2 separate regions of the Danio rerio genome follow, and region 1 is linked to region 2. Evidence: chromatin contacts called from public Hi-C data. All regions are on one chromosome and are shown on one strand. The core of a region is the stretch at or near the end of the contact, and the rest is flanking DNA. Distances in the headings are between cores, read along the strand shown.

Region 1 (4,828 bases), core at 2,280-4,779, 70 kb after region 2:
AAACATTACATTAGCTTACTACTAACCTGTGGAAAGGCTGTCATCAAAATCAAGGAGCACCTTTTTTCTGGGTTTGGGCTTGTGACTACTTTTTACATGGACATCAGTGATCTAATGATCCGTCTTAATCTGAATAAGACAATAATATGATTCAGGTGTTTACATGAGTTGCTTTTTGAATGTTACATTCATGATTCCCAGTTACATTTTATAGCACATAGATCCATCAAAGTCATTGCGTCACCAGCCTATAAATGTTTCCTCTGCAGTTTGTGTCTATGGTCCTTTAAGATATTAAAAATATCACTGTTAACGTGGTAGACTCTTGATCAGAGTAGTGTCTTAATCATATTAAAATCAGAGTATTGGTGTCCATATAAACATACTCAGATAATGTGTCAGATGATGTCACAAGCTGTCAGAGATGGTCCATTCCTCACCTTTAAGTTGATTCCATGAGCCCTCACATTTTATTTTAGTTTGACGTGTTTCTCTCTTGCATGCAACTTTTGTAACATCTGCTGCATGTTGGTGTGTCAGAATCCTTGCTTGTAAAATATAGCCATACTGTAGAATGCATAGTTTAAGCAAATGAATAGATGAATGCGACCATGCATTCATGTTGATCGCTCGCGGCATGCGCTGTACTGCACGCTTTGCCTTCTATAAGCTACAATAACAAACGCCTGACATCGCGGACATCCGTATCCCTTAAAGCTGTTTAGAATTAAACGTTTAGAGATGGTGTGACACAACGCTTACTCACGTGTGTCTTTAATGCACCCCTTTACGCTTCTTAAGTGCGTATGCACTGCTCAGAGCCGCGGCACGGAGCGCACATGACAGTTGATAGCCTCACACAACAGACATGCACATTCGCATGTTATTTAAAATGAAATATTCAGATGGCGCTCTGTGGCATGGCAGAAATATGAACAGTCATCAGTCATGGCTGGACGCTGTGGACAGCCGCTGACTTGCGGATTCTAAAATGCATGGCTCTGCGCGTCGCAGAGCGGCGCTTCCGGTGCACGACCTGCTGTACGTTCTTGTTGTAGCACCAAAATTAGCCACCAAAATTCATATGCTGATTTGATCCGGTGCATACTGGTTCCAAAGGTACCGATGCCATAGTGGCACCGAGTTTCGGTACCCAACCCTAGCCAGGAGTGCATCGCACCCAATCATACTTTACCTGCCAACATTTGTCTCCAAAATTCTGGTAAACAGGCCATCAAGAATTGGCAGAGAGGTTGTTGAGGGTTAGGCCATGTATGTTTTTCTGAACAACACAGTTGAGAACTGGAGTAGTAACTGTACAATGGACTGGGTTTTGGGCGGCTGCTGTGATCAGATACTATACCAAAGTTGGTGACATGGGGGTGTTACAGACTGTACCAAAAAGCTGAGGACCTGGGGCAGGGTGAAATTACGGAAGTTTTCCGAAAGAAATAACAAAATCGGAGTGTGGCAGGAGATGGGTCTGAAATACAGGAGACACAGGAGACTCCCGGGGAATAACGGGCAATATGAGCACACAAGCTTCACGCCTCCATTGGAAATAACAAACTTGTGTGTGGAAAACATTATATATACACCATATGAGAACAGTTGCTGTCATTTACGATCTCAAGCAGTTGATCTTCTTCTTGCACACACAGACATACTTGATTTACCTGATTTGTTGACAAATAGTTGATGATCCATTCCTTGGCAGTTTGTAGGTCCTTCACTGGAGTCCTTTTAGTAAAGAAACTTTTCAAAGATGTCTGTTTCTTACTCATTTTACTGCTTGTGGGTTACATTTTTACAAGATGTAATATAGAGAATATAGCCATTTTTCAAATTAAATTATTTTTTTCAAAATAATTGATTGTTCAGATGTGCGTTCAGATAAATAAAACAGAAACAATTAATTATTTATTGTGCATAATTGATCCGTGAACCGGTACCCTGGGTTTGGGAGCCAATGTTTTAAAGTACGCAATATGCAAAGCGAATTATATTTTCAAAGGGAACATCATTTACTCTTCATTGTTTATAAACTGGTAAAATTCAAAAGTTAGGGGGTTCAAACTACACTGGACCCCATTGACTTTCCTTGTAAAAGTGTAAAAGTTAAGCACACTCAACAGAGACTAAGTTTTTGCTAGTAAACAGAGAAAAAGGAGTCATTTTTAAGTGGAAGTTGAAGCATTGAAGGATCTGAAAATGATAACTGACTGATTTATCTCATGTTAAATACTATCAAGATGCATTCATTAATGAGGTCGACTATAGTGTTCAGGACCTTCATTCAAACTACACTAACTGCAGAACAAAAACTTCATTTTTTTTACCTCTAAGTCAAGAATGAAAGAAAACATCACTTTGAGCATATTATTGTTATTGTTCTTTTTTATATATATAAATATAACAATATTCAATAACTTCGTTATGTGGCTTTAAAGGAGCAAACTCCATTGCTTTGTAAAGCTCATTCTCTCTCAGGAATACCTTTAAATGTGTCATTAGTACAGTTTGTTTTGCAAAAATCATGCTAGCAATATTGTGTGTTCATTAAACCTGATTTGGTTAGCCAATGTATTTAGAATTAATTTACCAAATCAGGTTTGATAATGAACACAATTATTTCCAATTATTTGCATAAATTATTTGCATCATCTACATGCATCTGAACATTATAATCATTATATACTCCAGGTAAATCATTCATTTTCAGCGACAATAAAATAGGTCCCTAAATCGAGCCTTGTGGAACCCCTAAATGTAAGTTGATTTCACACTATCATACAATACACACACATTAAAAGATGTAATTTAAGTTAAATAAAAATTTAATAAAATTAGCTAAAAGAAACTGTGGTCCAGACTGAAGACAATATAAAGCAAAATAACATTACTGAAGCTCTCTCCACTGAACCTTTCCATAACTTTCAAAGGTCTGAGAATGTCCAAAGTTATCTAAGATAATTCCATGATCCACAGTGGAAAATCCCATTGACATTCTTCAGTGCCATTCGTGCAGCAACAAAGACACAAGATGAGGGGCCTTCAGAGAGAGTCAGGTTCGGTATGCTGTTGTTGTGATGGCTTCCAGCTCACTGAGTTGTATGACATGTGTTGAATGGCGGATTATAAAGAATTCAGGAGATCTGCTCCACTGATAAACCCTATGCATTTGCCTGGCATGATCAACCCGACGTCCAACACTCCCTCTGACCCGCAATGCGGGGTGAATATATTGTTTTTCCTTCCCTTCTTATATGTAACACTGCACCTTTGTCATGTCATTGACTGTACCCGGTGTTGTCATTTCAAACTTGGTCCATGTTGGCTTGTTCGGCTAGCTAATCTTCTCATGCCAGGTTATTGCTTTCTGCCAAGTGGGATTTTTCTCTACATTGATTGGCATACGATGGCTGTAATGCAGAAGTACTCAGGTATCACAGTTGACTGGCTTTCAGGCTTATATCTCAGCACGGACACAGCTGTCAGCTCGAAATGAAAGGCAACCAACCGAATCCTCCACGCCAGCTCTCATGCTAATTAGCACAAAATGGGCTCCGTGCCACACCGTGCAGGAATCCCCCTGCAAGATCTTCATCAAAGAACTGCGTCCTCTGTGTCTTTTGCTTCTCCACATGCCTGTGGATTAAAAGGCTTTGGATGGAAATTGTTTTTGTTGGTTTAACATCGCCATACGGTTTCAAAAATGCTCCAGGCCATAACTGAAAATCTTAAAGAGACAGTTCACCCAGTAACGAAAATTCTGTCACTGTTATTATTATTTTTAGATCATTGTTATTCTGTCATTGCTTTTTAAGCTGTTTTTGTAGCTGAACGTTGTAGATATTTTAAACAATGTTGGTACCTTGTACACCTTCTTATACTTTTAGAATTATTCAATGCATTCTAATGGCAATTCGTAACTTTTTGATTTAATGGCTAAATTGTAATTATTTGTATGATCTTATTTGTACAAAAGATTAGCTCATCCTTAATAAAGGTTAGGGGTGGTGTTTAAGTGTACGCCGCCTTTTAAAAATGATAGTCTTTAAGATAAAAGAAATCTTATGAATTTGTATGAATTAGATGATTTTCTGACAATATGTAACTTTGCTTTCATATGAGATTGACTATCCAATGATATGTACAGTGGCTGAGAGAGCTTAATGTGCTGCAATTTAAGAAAACACATCCAATTCCAAAAATGCCAGCAAATTAAGAAGAGATCTTCTTCATCTGTTTGACAGCACACATAATGCAAAACCTCACAACGAATATGCATACGCATAAAAAAATGTGCTGCATTTTCTCACAACACAAAAAAAAAAAATAAATAAAAATACGGAACACAAAAGAATGTTTTAAGGGAACCCAAAAACATGACGGACACCACTGTGCTGTCACTATTGGTGAGTGAGGTTGTAGATTGTCTTTGAAAGGTGAGTTTTTTTGTTTGATGATTTTAACATGCTGATTCCCTTGTCTTTTATATTTTTATAAGCCTAAATAACCATAAACTAAATAGCCGAGGCTGTCATGTTTTAGGGCACTCTTCAAACTTTTTTATTGTATTCTGTGCTATTTGAAAGTGAGAAATTGCAGCGCGTTAAAAAAACAAAAAATTGGTTGTGAAAAAACGCAGGGGGTTTCTAAAAATGTTTTTGCATTGTGAGGATTTGCAGCATGTGTGCTGTCAAACCGATGAAGATCTCTTCTCATTTTGCTGCTGTTTTTTGTAATTGCATGTGTTATCTTAAATTGCAGCAAGTTAAGCTCTCTTGGCCACTGTAGATATAATTAAATAGTTAATAGTCTTTGA
Region 2 (4,824 bases), core at 1,487-3,986:
GAATGTAGATCTCTAGGAACAGGGTTGAGCGCCCTGGTCTATGTGTATGAATGTTAATTGATGATTCCTAGTGATGGGTTGCAGCTGGAAGGGCTTCCACTGCATAAAAACATATGCTGGATAAGTTTGAGGTTTATTCCGCTGTGGCAACCCCAGATTAATAAAGGGACTTATGGAACAAAATCAATGCCAAAAGTCTTGAATTAAAAAGCTGGTTGAATAGCACAAACTGAAAAAAATAATACACCGTATTAACAAGTTCTTGCATTTTAATGACTTGAATTCCAGGGCTTGTATTTTTAGGTCCTGAAATTTAACATATCTGTTTATTTAAGCTGTGAATATTTCAACGAAAAATATTTCAAACATGTTTTCATACTTAAAAATTCAATAATTCATATTCAATTTTCAGATTTCACTTACAAAATATTCAATACCCTTTAAAATTACGAAATATAATATTCAAAAGGTAATTTTCAGTTGATTTTATTTCAGTTCAAATATTCGCTTCCATAAATTCAGTGGATCAAATTCGACTGTTAAAATTCAACATTACATCCAGGAACTGCAGGAAAAGCAATAGATTGCAGATTGAAGATCGCCCGCTGCTCTAGCTTTCACCAGCAGGTGGAGATGGAATGATGTATAAGATTTTTAACCCAGTAAACAGGCAAGAAAAAGGCTAATAAAGGCACAAAAATAGCATTTAATATTAATATCAATGCCTTGGACATTATAAATAATAAAAAGTATGAGTAAAATGGGTAAATGAGGTTTTACTCATCTATATTTGCCCTTATGTAAAGGAAGCCAGCTGGTGATCGCGTAAATCTCACTCCTCGGATCCAGTGACAGACGTTGTTCTGCAATCTTTAGCATCCTCGGAGCTTGTCTCCCATGCCGGCTCCCATAATATATAACCTATCCCAATCCTAACATAGCTGCGTTTAAACAGTGCAAACATTATTCCTTATAGTTATGCCATATTAGACGGTTCTGTGTGAATAACTGAAGACACTCCTTTAATGCATTTGCACGTTATTTTAAATTACTCATCCCATCCATTACCAACCTTAAATCATACCTGAACTCTCTGTTTAACAGTTCCAAGTAAACTTGTGTGACATTCTCATAAAATCTCTCTGGTTTTGAATATCTTTGTTTGGAATTGTTCTTATAGCCCTGGCAATGTTTATCAATTTTGTATTATTATTAGAATATTTCCTCTCCTGTTTCTCTTACGTTTATAGCCGTCAATATAATACTTCACGTCTATGGAAGAAAGAGTCAATAAAGAAAGAGAATGTGTAACATCATATTCATCAAAAGACGGTTTATGTGCAAGTAACCGCACCGGTCCTAGCAGGGAGCAAGCTGTGTAACACCAGCATGGGAGACCATAGATATATACACTAGATATCGCATAGGGACCCTGAGCATGCGTCAATAGCGCCGCCACATTGGTACAGTGCTCCCAGGACAAATGTCATTCAACCGCACTAGTCAGGACAGTGTTATTACGTGAAGATGCGGGACTTTAGTGCTGTCTACGGGTGTAGTAACAAGCAAACAAAGAAAACAAAGCATAAAGGCAGAACATTTCATAGATAATATTATGTTTTTTTTCTGTTTTTGTATGTTCTGAACTTTTGTGCTAATCAGGTGAACGTTATTGATGATAACAGTCACTTACTGCATTCACCATAAGGCAAAGCAGCTCCAACTCGCACTAAACACTCGGCTTATGCTAGTTTTGTTGAATAAAATCAGCAAACAATGCAAAAGAAATATGACAACGAGATGCTGCGTAACATGTATTATTGTCGCCTAAGTGAAAGAGTCGTTCGGGGGATTCATTCACAAACGAATCGCTCGCTCCGTCAGTATGAGAAGTGAAAGCAGGAGAGGAGCTGTGTTTCAGGACACGGATTAGATTAAATTTAACAGGGAGAGTGAATAGTACATTTTTCAATGTAGAAAAGTTATGTAAAATTATAATTTTCGTAATTACAAAATAAAAATTACATACTGACATCCAGGAAAACTCCCGATCTCAGATATATGTGTATATCTCTGGCTTTGCATGGCCACAGTCCTCCACTGTACCTTGGTCCCGCATTCATTTCAAAGGAGTGCTACCCTGTAGCAAGATGGCAGAGCTATTGACGCATTCCGTCCAATAGACAACAATAGGCCAGGCGACATCTAGTGTATATATGTATTTATGGGAGACAAGCTCCGAGGATGCTAAAGATTGCAGAACAACGTCTGTCACTGGATCCGAGGAGTGAGATTTACGCGATCACCAGCTGGCTTCTGTTACATAAGGGCAAATATAGATGACTAAAACTTTTTAATAATACTTTTATTAATTTATTAATTAATATTTATTAATTAATTTATTAATACTTGTATTAAATACTTTTTATTATTTATAATGTCCAAGGCATTGATATTAATATTAAATGCTACTTTTGTGCTTTTATTAGCCTTTTTCTCGCCTGTTTACTGGGTTAAAAATCTTACATTATTCCATCTTATATTATTCCATATATATATATATATATATATATATATATATTCATATTTATATATATTTTAGCATATTTGTGTGTGTGTCCGTCCTGCAGGAGGTGCTCTGGGCTTTTCATCCGATGTCTTCATTCTGGATGCAGTCGGAGGAGGAGACATGAACCTCGGAGAGCTGGCTGACCTCACTGTTGCCAACGACAACGACCTCACCATTGACGTAAGTGTCAAAAGTAATCTGACCTCCCTGTGTGAGGTTCTGCTTATTACTGCCATCTACAGAGCGCACTTTATATGAAGTTGCTAATTATTTGTCTTATTATACATATAAAGTATGAACACAATACATAAATTATTATTATCAATATGTTAGTGTTGAGGTTATAAATCTAGTGTGATCCAAAATCAAATTTCTAAGATACGAGCAGATCACTTCAGCTTCTCATCTGATTTTGTAACCAATCAGATGCCCTCTAGTATTTGAAATTTTTTGCCCACTTCAAAAGTTCAGTCGCTTAATCACTTGTAATTGTGAGCTCATCTAAACACTTGCAGATAAAAGAAAATAATAGACTGTATCGAACAAAGTGTTGAAAACAATGAGGGGAGGAACCCAAAAAATCTAAATGCAATTTATGTATGTATTTATATATATATATATATATATATATATATATATATATATATATATATATATATATATATATATATATATATATATATATATATATATAGGGCTAAGCAGTGGCGCAGTAGGTAGTGCTGAAGCCTCACAGCAAAAGGGTCGCTGGTTCGATCCTCGGCTCAGTTGGCGTATTTGTGTGGAGTTTGCATGTTCTCCCTGCGTTTGCGTGGGTTTCCTCCAGGTGCTCCGGTTTCCCCCACAATGCAAAGACAGGCAGTACAGGTGAATTGGCTAGGCTAAATTGTGGGTAGTGTGTGTGGATGTTTCCAGAGATGGGTTGTGGCTGGAAGGGCATCTGCTGCGTAAAAACTTGCTGGATAAGTTGACGGTTCATTCCGCTGTGGCGTCCCTGGATTAATAAAGGGACTAAGCCAACAAGAAAATTTATGAATATATATATACCTCAGATGCCCTTGCATAACTTCCTCTGTTTGAGCGCAAGATACTGACACTGAAGAGAAGAAACTGCAGACTAAAGTAGCTACTTTTAATTTTATTTTACTTTTAGTTTTCTCGTCATGTCGTCACTAATCAAAAAAAATGCTTTTCAGGAAAACTTTTAAGGCCTCCTATTTTTTACCCCTTTTACAAGATGTAGGGTAAGTCTTCGTTCAGATAATTTTACCTAGCAGAGTATTTATTATACAATGCAGAAGTTTTGGCTTAGAACAAGGTATAACTGTTTTTTGTAGCCTGTGCCTTTAAATGCAAATGAGCTAGAAATCTTGTTCTGTGGACATGTTTATACACTTTACCACGGAGACATGTTAAAATGCACCTGTCAATCAAATCGTCACTCTGTCACATCGCAGTGGGCCACAAAATCACTGGGATTTGGATCCTATTTTAATGGCAGGAAACTTACTTATTGTGTTTATATCACTCCAGTATGACTGTGGACACTCTATACCTACACATACTTCTGTCCAAACAGCTTCTAAAAGTTTATTTTGCATCATAGGTACCCTTTAACGGAATATGGGCAGTTTTCAAGTATAGAATTCTTTCATAATATGCAAACAAGTCTTTGATAATTTTGGTTCCATGTCCAGTTGCAGGACAGTCGAGAAGAGTTCAAGAAAACGTGGAACCCTCGCTTCACACTGCGAAGCCACTTTGACGCCATCCGAGCGCTGTCCTTTCACCCCAGTCAGGCCGTGCTGCTGTCTGCATCTGAGGATGGGACGCTCAAACTGTGGAACCTCAACAAGGCCATGCACTCAAAAAAGTAAGAGCCAAAGCAGCCTGTACTTTATCGCCTCCTTGTGCGGATAGAATTGCGTTAGTGTAGGTGTCTCTGGAAGCATATTTAGAATTATTGATCTATAACTGAGTTGTGTCTCTGTGTGCTGAGCGTCTCGTTTGTGTTTTCACAGAAATGCAGCGCTGGACGTTGAGCCTATTTATACTTTCCGAGCACACAGGTGAGCGAGTCCAGCTGAAAATCACATAACATGAGCCACAGCTAACAAACTCTGTCTGGTGCTTTAGGCAAAATCATGAGTCTAAAACTCAGTCGCTGTCATGATGTATTCAGGTCATTTCTGACCCATTTCTTTAAAAACAAAACTGCAAAGTTATTAGTATAAACTAGGGATGAACAATGTATG

Evidence for each region. Hi-C and Micro-C count contacts between places; a contact is called where the count stands out from the background.
Region 1: a contact with region 2 is called in a Hi-C map of embryo, with 1.8 times the contacts expected there. The contact joins two enhancer-like sites. A contact is called at or near these places in 3 of 18 Hi-C or Micro-C datasets (caudal fin, embryo and hematopoietic stem cells) and 1 of 4 datasets of contacts at active chromatin or transcription factors (caudal fin).

Annotation. Positions count from the first base shown.
Region 1 is chr15:13,852,847-13,857,674 of GRCz12tu, forward strand. The region is part of intron 1 of prkd2 (protein kinase D2); the gene reads left to right. Among named protein-coding and RNA genes, the nearest start is that of prkd2, 44 kb to the left of the region's middle. Within about 2 kb of position 3,530, at least 8 of the 62 cell types and tissues checked have an H3K27ac peak or open chromatin away from gene starts, as enhancers often do.
Region 2 is chr15:13,783,740-13,788,563 of GRCz12tu, forward strand. strn4 (striatin, calmodulin binding protein 4) reads left to right here. Exons shown (of 18, transcript XM_021466324.3): 9 at 2,631-2,749; 10 at 4,267-4,442; 11 at 4,591-4,638. Among named protein-coding and RNA genes, the nearest start is that of prkd2, 25 kb to the right of the region's middle. Within about 2 kb of position 2,737, at least 8 of the 62 cell types and tissues checked have an H3K27ac peak or open chromatin away from gene starts, as enhancers often do.